2 separate regions of the Sus scrofa genome follow, and region 2 is linked to region 1. The links are chromatin contacts, called in public promoter capture Hi-C maps. All regions are on one chromosome and are shown on one strand. The core of a region is the stretch at or near the end of the contact, and the rest is flanking DNA. Distances in the headings are between cores, read along the strand shown.

Region 1 (4,418 bases), core at 816-3,315:
CATTGAAGACCAAGGTCTATGGGAGTTCCTGTGGTGGCTCAGTGGTAATGAACCCTACTAGTATCCAGGAGGACGCAGGTTTGATCCCTGGCCTCCATCTGTGGGTTAAGGATCCAGAATTGCTCAGAGCTGTGGTGTAGGTTACAGACATAGCCACTCTGTTTCTGATCATAGCGCCTTTTCCCCTGGGAATACAGGATCCCGAGTGACTGTGATGTAGGCTAGCAGCCACAGCTCCCGTTGGACCCCTCACCTGGGAACCTCCATATGCTTTGGGGTGGGGTGAGGGCTAAAAAGACAAAAAAAAAAAAAAAAAAAAAAAGACCAAGGTCTAAGAAAAGGTTGTCTAGAAAAACCTATGGAAACATTGTACGTCTCTGCTGTCCAATGGGGTGGTCACTAACCACATGTAGCTAGTATAACTGAGAAACTGCATTTTTAATGTAAATAGCTATATGTGGCTAGTATGCCCTACTGGACCATACCCTTGCAAAAAGTCAGCTCTTTTTACCCCTTCAGCTTGGATCCTCTACTCCACCCAGTCTGCTATACACAGGCCTACCTTATCTTTTCCATGTACTTTTTTCAAAATCTGATTGAGACTTTCCCCAGCAGCTCAATCATAATCATTTACTCACCCAACAGATATGAAATTGATGTGAAAAGTATCAGTTTTTTCCCTGCCTTATGATTTATCTCCATAACCTAGTTATAAAATTTGAGGTGGGACTCCTATCTTTATATATAAATCAACATTCCAAGTCTTATGGAACTAAATTTAAATGAGAATTTGAAATGAACCTTAATTCTGTAACTTCCTTAATTTAGAACCAAAATAAGCACAAGATCCTATTTATATTTTAAAAATACAAAAGATTTCAGTAAGGTATCACTGTATTTATTCTCATACAGGCATTTTTTTTCCCCCTATGGCTTCAACACCTTCCTCTCAAATATAGAATAAAAAAAATTCTCAAGGCTTAGAACTGGATCACTTGGCCCTTTCTCTTCTTATCTCCTCCAAGTTCAAAATGCTTGCATCTCTTAATTGCCAGCATCCTCTTGGATCTGCAGTTGGGCTCAACACATTCAAGCCTCAGCACAATCTTCTTTGTGGTTTTAGCCTTCTTCCGGAAAATTGGCTTTGTTTGCCCGCCATAGCCACTCTGTTTCCGATCATAGCGCCTCTTTCCCTGGGCATAGAGGGAATCCTTGCCCTTCTTATACTGGGTCACTTTGTGAGGCTGATGTTTTCCACACTTCTTACAGAAAGTCCTTCGGGTTTTAGGTACGTTGACCATCTTTGCAACAGGGGTGTTTTCACGATGAATACTGTGGTAAAATATTTAAAATACAGCAACAGACGTTAAACATTTTGAAATTTTAAGTTTTGTAAATATGGAAATAGTAACATTACAGAAATCATTAACGTATAAATGCACCAAATACGCATTTTCCACACGAATAAATATATATATGTGCACAACTCTTTAGAAGGCTAATCATCGGAGCAGTGATAAAATGAGGCTCACTAAAATAAGGGCCAGAGCAGCAGCATAAGGATGCCCTATACAGTCAGGTCCCCCTACTGACTCTAAGTTCCAAAGTGGGTTCCTTTGGTCCTTAATTTACCGTGGTTACCCAACAACTAAAGCGTGGTCGTGTGATAATCTACTCTCCTTCGGAAGAGTGGGAGAGTGAGCGCGAGAGCCAGTCTGGCTCCGGGTGCGGTGTAGCTGGTGCCAAGGCCGAGCCCGGCCCTTCTCTGAGGACCGCAGCAACGTGGTTTGACTTCTCCCTCCGAAACACGGTCTCCCTTCAGCGGCCCCGAAGGCTGACGTGTCCTTAACAAGTGCCTCCCGGCCCGGCAGCCGCCATGCGGGAGCCCCTTCCCGGAAGGGAGAAGCCCGTTCTTGAAATCCCCCAAGGCGGCGGGCCTCGCCCTCCCTCTCCTACCAGGGTTCGCCCGGCCACCCCGGGATCCTGAGCTTCGGGGGCTCCAGTCGAGACCGCTACCACTCCGCGTGTAGCTTACCAGTAAAACCGATGTCCACGTTCCGGGTCTCGCTCTGCTCTAGCCTCACCGGAAAAGGAGGATCGGGACGGAAGCAGGAACTGAGCCTGAGCGACAGCGCCGCGGCCCAATAAGAGGCGGGCAGCGACGCCCGGTCGTCTCCCGACGCGTCGGGGAAGCGCCAACCGACGGCCCGAGGGGCGGGCCGGAGGGGTGTGGGCCCGGGGGCCGCGGAGCTCCGCGAGCCAGTTGCTGGTTGTCAGGACAGTCTCCGCGGGAGTGGGACGAGGTTGCGTCCCTCGGTCCGGGACGTCCGGTGCCTGCGTAAGGATGAAAGCCCAGAGGACGCAGGGCCGCTGGAAGCGCAGGTAACGGAGCCGGGGTGCGGTGGGGCCGCGGCGGGCTTCTCGGACCCGTGCCGGATGGAGAGGACCGAGGCGACGCTGAGTCGCGGCTCCTAGCGGCGGGACAGCCTGAGCTGCAGCTGCCAGGCGAGGATGTGTGGAGCCCGGGCGGCACAGGGGAGCTGAGCGCCTTCGGGCCCCAGGACCCCCGGGGCCAGGGATGAGTTAGCGAGGGCAGCCGCGGAGGCCCATTCCGATCGCTGCAGGCCACGGCCGCCGCCCGCCCGCCCTTTCCGTGCGGGATCCGCTAGCTCCTTTACGCGCCTGCCCGCGCTCCCGGCCCCGGAGACCATGAGGTTCCGCATCTACAAGCGGAAGGTGCTGATCTTGACGTTCGTGGTGGCCGCCTGCGGCTTCGTCCTCTGGAGCAGCAATGGGCGACAAAGGAAGAATGAGGCCCTCGCCCCGCCGCTGCTGGACGCCGAGCCCGTGCGGGGTGCGGGCGCCCGGGCCGGGGACCATCCTGCCATATCCGTGGGCATCCGCCGGGGCTCCAACGATTCGGCGGCTCCGCTGGTCGCGGCAGCCCCGCAGCCCGAGGTGGACAACCTGACGCTGCGGTACCGGTCCCTAGTGTACCAACTGAACTTTGACCAGACGTTGAGGAATGTGGATAAGGTCAGCTCCTGGGTCCCCCGCGAGCTTGTGCTGGTGGTCCAGGTGCACAACCGGGCCGAATACCTCAAACTGCTCCTGGACTCACTTCGGAAAGCCCAGGGAATCGACAACGTCCTCGTCATCTTTAGCCATGACTTCTGGTCGACTGAGATTAATCAGCTGATCGCTGGGGTGGATTTCTGTCCGGTTCTGCAGGTGTTCTTTCCTTTCAGCATTCAGTTGTACCCTAACGAGTTTCCGGGTACTGACCCCAGAGATTGCCCTAGAGACCTGGAGAAGAATGCAGCTTTGAAAATGGGATGCATTAATGCTGAATATCCCGACTCCTTCGGCCATTACAGAGAGGCCAAGTTCTCCCAAACCAAACACCACTGGTGGTGGAAGCTGCATTTCGTGTGGGAGAGGGTCAAAGTCCTTCGAGACTATGCTGGCCTCATACTTTTCCTAGAGGAGGATCACTACGTAGCCCCAGACTTTTACCATGTCTTCAAAAAGATGTGGAATTTAAAGCAGCAAGAGTGTCCTGAGTGTGACGTTCTCTCCCTGGGGACCTATACTACCGTTCGCAGTTTCCGTGACGTTGCTGACAAGGTAGATGTGAAAACGTGGAAATCCACGGAGCACAATATGGGTCTGGCCTTGACCCGGGATGCCTATCAGAAGCTGATCGAGTGCACAGACACTTTCTGTACTTATGATGATTATAACTGGGACTGGACACTTCAATATTTGACTGTATCTTGTCTTCCAAAATTTTGGAAAGTGCTGGTTCCTCAAGTTCCTAGGATTTTTCATGCTGGAGACTGTGGTATGCATCACAAAAAAACCTGTAGACCATCCACACAGAGTGCCCAAATTGAGTCACTCTTAAATAGTAACAAACAGTACATGTTTCCAGAAACTTTAACTATCAGTGAAAAATTGACAGCAGCCCTTTCCCCACCTAGGAAAAATGGAGGGTGGGGAGACATTAGGGACCATGAACTCTGTAAGAGTTATAGAAGACTGCAGTAAAAAAAAAAAAAAAAAAAAAAAAAAAAAAAAAAAAAAAAAACGCAATCGCAAAAGGTGACAGTCTTCTATTTTTGATATTTGTCCAAACAGGATATACAATTGAATAAAAGAGTTTAGGAACTGGTTTCTGCTTTAATACAACAACAAAATTCTTATAAAAGTTGTCCAAATATAGTAATCTTTTCCTCTTGTCTGATTAAGATTTAAAACACAAGTTTTCACTTTGTGAGTTGGGTTTTAAAGTTTCTTGTGTGTCTGCTGAAGGAAATCATTGTTAACCAGTAAAAGGGGAAATTTTATTTAAATTGCATCTATTAATCTTTTTATCTGGAACTTTGTACACTTTTCCACTTTCAAAACTTATATTA
Region 2 (4,642 bases), core at 510-3,009, 1.1 Mb after region 1:
CATCAGAAATGAAAAAAGACAAGAAAAAAAAAGATACCCAGGCCATTCCGAGCAAGTGCCTATAAAATGACTGATCCTTGACATTTTAATGCAAAGACAGTGCCTGTGATGGCTGCCTTTCCGTTGCCCTTTGGAAAGCCTTTTCCTGCCTTAGCAGTATCTTTACTGATGTCTAACCCATTTAGAACATCCATAACTCTTACACTTTATCTATACTGTCGGTCAGAATGCGTTTCTCCAAGGAATCACCAGAGACCAGATGAAAATAAACAAACCTGCAAACAAACTTCACAGTTCTCTTCACCGCCTTAAGTACACTGACAACAGCAGAGGAGACCCTAACAAATTGTTTTATCAGCCAGCCTGTAATGCAACTGTTACACAGTCTGGGAATTTTCACAGCCCCTTTCAACTCCACAGCAAGACCTTTCAATATTTCAGGTCAGTACACTAGCTACTAAGGAAGACTCTAGATAAAATTAACATGACACAGAAAAAAAAAAAAAATCCTTGCAGACTGTCAAGCCTCAGGAAACAAGTAAACAGATATAAATTTATGTTAATGTATTTAAGGGAGCCACAGTGAAAATCATCCATGGTTTCAGAGGCTTAGCCTGTGTACCTTGGTGAACTTTATTAGGATTCTAATCGTAAAAAGCTACCACATCTGTCATAAAAGACTACCATGCAATCTATTTTGATTTCACAAATTCAGGAGTTAAGTTGCATGGCAAGGCTGTCTTAGGAATTCAACACCAGGAGGGGATCTGTCCCAGTTAAGTAAAGAAAGCAGAAGATCTCATAATAGCTAAGTTGTCTAGAAACAAGGTTGACGGTAGGACGATTTTTCCAGTTCCCATTTTATTGGCACCCTAGCCCTGGTTTGTCAGGGCTGAGGCTGGGAAATTGCCTCTTCCCATTGCTCCCTCTCTTTCAACTTCACAGAAAGAGCTCTGAGCAGTAAACTGTTTCCATCAGCTCTGTCCTTTTGTCAAGGACCGGTTTGGTAGCTGCAGAATCCCAGCCCCTGGAACCCAAGAAGCTACTCCCTCAATATTTCCATTCTGCGGGTCTGGCGGTCCAGGCTTTCAAGCAATAATGGAGTGTCTTTCCGTTCTTCTCCTTTTCTTAGTAATTGCACTGGGGAAATCCTTCTCTCTGCAATGATTCCGCACACCTTCTATAATTCCCACTTAACTGACGGCCATCAGCTCTCCGCTACTCAGCCTAGGCTAACACCTCAGGGTTCCCTAGACAGGTTTCACTTCAGTTTCTCAGCCACAGGGCTGCCCGGGTGGCACAAGGCAACCGAATAACCGCCCCTTCTGCTCCCTCCCGGACTCAAGTCCGCTCCTCGACCATCACACAGCAGCTGCTTTCAGCTGGCAGCTGCGGGCCGGGACCACGCAGGCAGCGAAGGTGCCCAGACCCCGCTGCGCTGCAGACCCGGGAGGTGAGGTGCGGCCGGTGCGGGGGCGCGTCGCCCAGGTCCCCGGCAGCCTGCGAAGCGGATGCGCCCCCGACTCGCCTGCCCTTCACCACCCCCAGAAACCTCACTGGGTCCCCAGGAAGCAGGTCTCTCGGCCCCCGCCATCCTCGCCTACCTTCTGTCGGCCTCTCCGTCGCGTCCGCACAGCCGGCCGCCTGCCTCCAGTGCTCTGCAAAGCGGGGGAGGACGCTTTGTTAGGGCTCGGGGAGCGGGACAATACTTCGCAGCCGACGCCGGGGTTCCGGGCGGGCGTCCTTCAAAAGGACGCGAATGGGGACCCGCACGAGCGTCATTTCCATATGTAAGGAGCCAGCGCTCACAAAAGCGCGGCTCCCGGAGGCTGCGGCGCGCATCCTCCACGCCCGCCCGCTCGCCCCCCGCCCGCGCAGCCCGCGCTCCTTGACCTGCCCCTCCTCCGCCGCCCACGCCGCCCCCTCCCCGCCTCGTCCCGCGGGAGCGCCCCGGACCGAGTCGGCCGCCACCCCCTGCTCCCGGCCCGCGGGGACAGCCACCGCCGAGCCCTGGCCTCAGAGGGGAAACCCCAGCCTGTCACGGTGCCGGGGCCGCCCCGGAGCACAGGGCCTCGCCGAAGCGCGGGGGCAGCCCGAGGCCTCTGCACACCCCCAGGCCGCGGGGCGGGGGTCCCCGGGAGAGAGCTCTGCGCTTACCGCGTCCCGGGGCTCAGGCGGCCGGCGCCGCCGCGGGGACCATGACCGCGGGAGCACTCGAGCTCGGACGCGGCGGCGGTGGCAGCGGGATAGCCGCGCCCAGCGCGCTCGGCTACCCGCTCGGCTGCGGCCACCCGAAGCTTTGGACGCCGGGGAGGAAGGGCCAGGCCCCGCGCGGGGAGGAGGAGCTAGGGCGACGCCGGCCAGGGCGCGGCTCCTCCTCCGCGGCCCGCGCAGCTGGGGCCGCTGAGGGAGGAGCGCCGGGCGCCGCCCTGACACTTGCAGGGGTCCGTCTCCCACGCGCTCCACCACCTCTGCGACTCGGGTGGCCGGAGCACCGCGGAGCCCGGTCCCGTTTTGTCTGGGACGCTGGGGCTGTCGCCTGGGAGATTTGAATTTGAAAACGCCGCGGCTCGCGGGAGCCCAGGCGGAGGAGGTCAGCGCCCTGAGGTCGACCCCCCTGCCCAATAGCCTCTCCTTTCTTCCAAAGGGAGCGCACACACCCCTCTGCGCCTACAACACCTGGCTGGCGACGTCTCCGGGTCGGGGAATGGTCCCTACCTCCAGCCCGTGGAACCTCAGGGTGGAGATTCAGGTGCCTCTCTTGCCCCCAGGAGGCCTTGGATTACTCAGCCCTCGAGCGTCCATTGGCGGTCATTGGAAGAGGGGTCCAGGAGGTGGAAGAGCTCCGGACTTGACTCTGAACCTTATGGAGCAAATGCGACCCTCTTACCAGGTTTAGACTGGCTTCCTTACCTGCCACCTGTCCTTTTAGGCTCCCTCCCTCCCGCTATCCAGCCTTCCCCGGGTACATCCAACCCTCGGTCGGTCAATAGCCACAGAGGACAGAAACTCCTTGGCGTTGCTCAGCATTTACTGGCTCCTCCCTCCTATCCCTACTCCTCTGGCTCCCCGAGTCTCTGCTTCTCACTCCCCTCATCCCTACACCCCTGACCTGGATGCAGACAGGATCCCAGTCCAAGCCTAGAGGTGTCAGCGGTGGGCCGGAGGTGACACCACTGTTCTCTCTTTAGGCTGCGGGATTGAATGTGTTGCCCTTGAAGAAGGAGACACCTGATTTATTATAATACACAAGCCTGGTTAGCTCAGCAAGAAACTAGAGAATGCTCCCCTGCTACTGAAAGAACAAGGGATAGACAGGAAAGAAACTACCAGTTATTGAGAATCCAGTGTGCTGCAAACTCTACAGGATGAACTTACCTAGTCCTCACACCACCCTTAGGTGGCAGACGTTTTTATATCCATTTTGCAAATGAGGAAATTGGGCCTCAGAGAAGTGAAGGAATTTGCTCAGGACCACATAGCTAGTTGGCAGAGCTGAGATTCAAAAGCAGATCACACGTGACAAAATTGCATAGATCTAAATATATACTCACACAAATGAGGAGTGAATGTAAAACTGGTGACATTTGAATAAACCCCTAGGATTGTACTGATGTCAATGTCGTGGTTGTGATATTATACTACAATTATGCAAAATGTTATCATGGGGGGAAATAGGGCAAAAGGTCTATAAGGGGTCTTTCTGCATTATTTCTTACAAATTAATGTGAATCTACAGTTAACTTGAAGTTTTAGAGGAGTTCCCTGGTGGTCTAGTGGTCAGGATTTGATTTTAGTGCTTTCACTGCTACTGCCCAGGTTCAATCCCTGAACCTGGGAACTGAAATTCCACATCAAGCCACTGCATGCCACCAAAAAAAAAAAAAAAAAAGTAAGAGGAAAAGAAAATAAAAATGAAAAACAAAGTTCTGTGAGTTCCCCCTGTGGTGAAGTGGAAATGAATCCGACTAGGAACTATGAGATTGTGGGATTGATCTGGCCTCGATCAGTGGGTTAAGGATTTGGCACTGCCGTGAGCTGTGGTGTAGGTCACAGATGCGGCTTGGATCCCACACTCATGCACTTTATGTGTGGATGTTCAGTCCAGTAATAATTACACAACACACATGCATGCCATTTGTTATGGGAATAGCTAACCTGTTATCAGATTCCTTATGTAGACATCATCTTATAAGAGAGTATATTCACTGAGGGCTTAAACAGCCAACAGTCTTAGAAGGTAAGAAAGAAGAGATGTTTTTTCTTATTAGAGACCCAATCTTGCCATGGGAGCTCATCCTACAAGTTCTCCAAGTTGTTTTTTGTTTTTTGTTTTTTGGTTTTGTTTTTTTTTTTTTTGCCACATCCACAGCATACTGAGGATCCTGAGCCAGGGATTGAATCCAGGCTGCAGCTGTGATCTATGCCATAGCTGTGGCAACACTGGATCCTGCTGCACTGGGCCCAGGATCAAACACGTGCCTCCTCACTGACTGGAGCCACTGTAGTCAAATACTTAACCCACTACAGAAAGAACTCCAAGCATACCTTTCTAAACTGCAAGAATCCTTAAGGATGGAAATGCTCATTAGTTTAAAGCAGTAATTTTGGGGGGCCAGGAGATGTTCCCTATGGAGAAAGA

What was found. Promoter capture Hi-C pulls out the DNA fragments that hold promoters and counts their contacts.
Region 2: a contact with region 1 is called in a promoter capture Hi-C map of fetal liver, with 4 times the contacts expected there. The contact joins the promoter of LOC110259558 here to the promoter of RPL36AL in region 1. A contact is called at or near these places in 1 of 5 promoter capture datasets (fetal liver) and 1 of 2 datasets of contacts at active chromatin or transcription factors (alveolar macrophages).

Annotation. Positions count from the first base shown.
Region 1 is chr1:179,475,755-179,480,172 of Sscrofa11.1, forward strand. It overlaps RPL36AL (ribosomal protein L36a like), which reads right to left and starts at 2,066. Exons shown (of 2, transcript NM_213917.1): 1 at 2,036-2,066; 2 at 884-1,332. The coding sequence starts at 1,301. The coding sequence ends at 981. MGAT2 (mannosyl (alpha-1,6-)-glycoprotein beta-1,2-N-acetylglucosaminyltransferase) reads left to right here and starts at 2,710. Exons shown (of 1, transcript NM_001128482.1): 1 at 2,710-4,050. The coding sequence starts at 2,710. The coding sequence ends at 4,050.
Region 2 is chr1:180,590,584-180,595,225 of Sscrofa11.1, forward strand. It overlaps LOC110259558, which reads left to right and starts at 1,760. Exons shown (of 3, transcript XM_021085051.1): 1 at 1,760-2,043; 2 at 2,117-2,593; 3 at 2,772-2,862. The coding sequence starts at 1,760. The coding sequence ends at 2,552. NIN (ninein) reads right to left here. Exons shown (of 34, transcript XR_002346861.1): 3 at 1,605-1,658.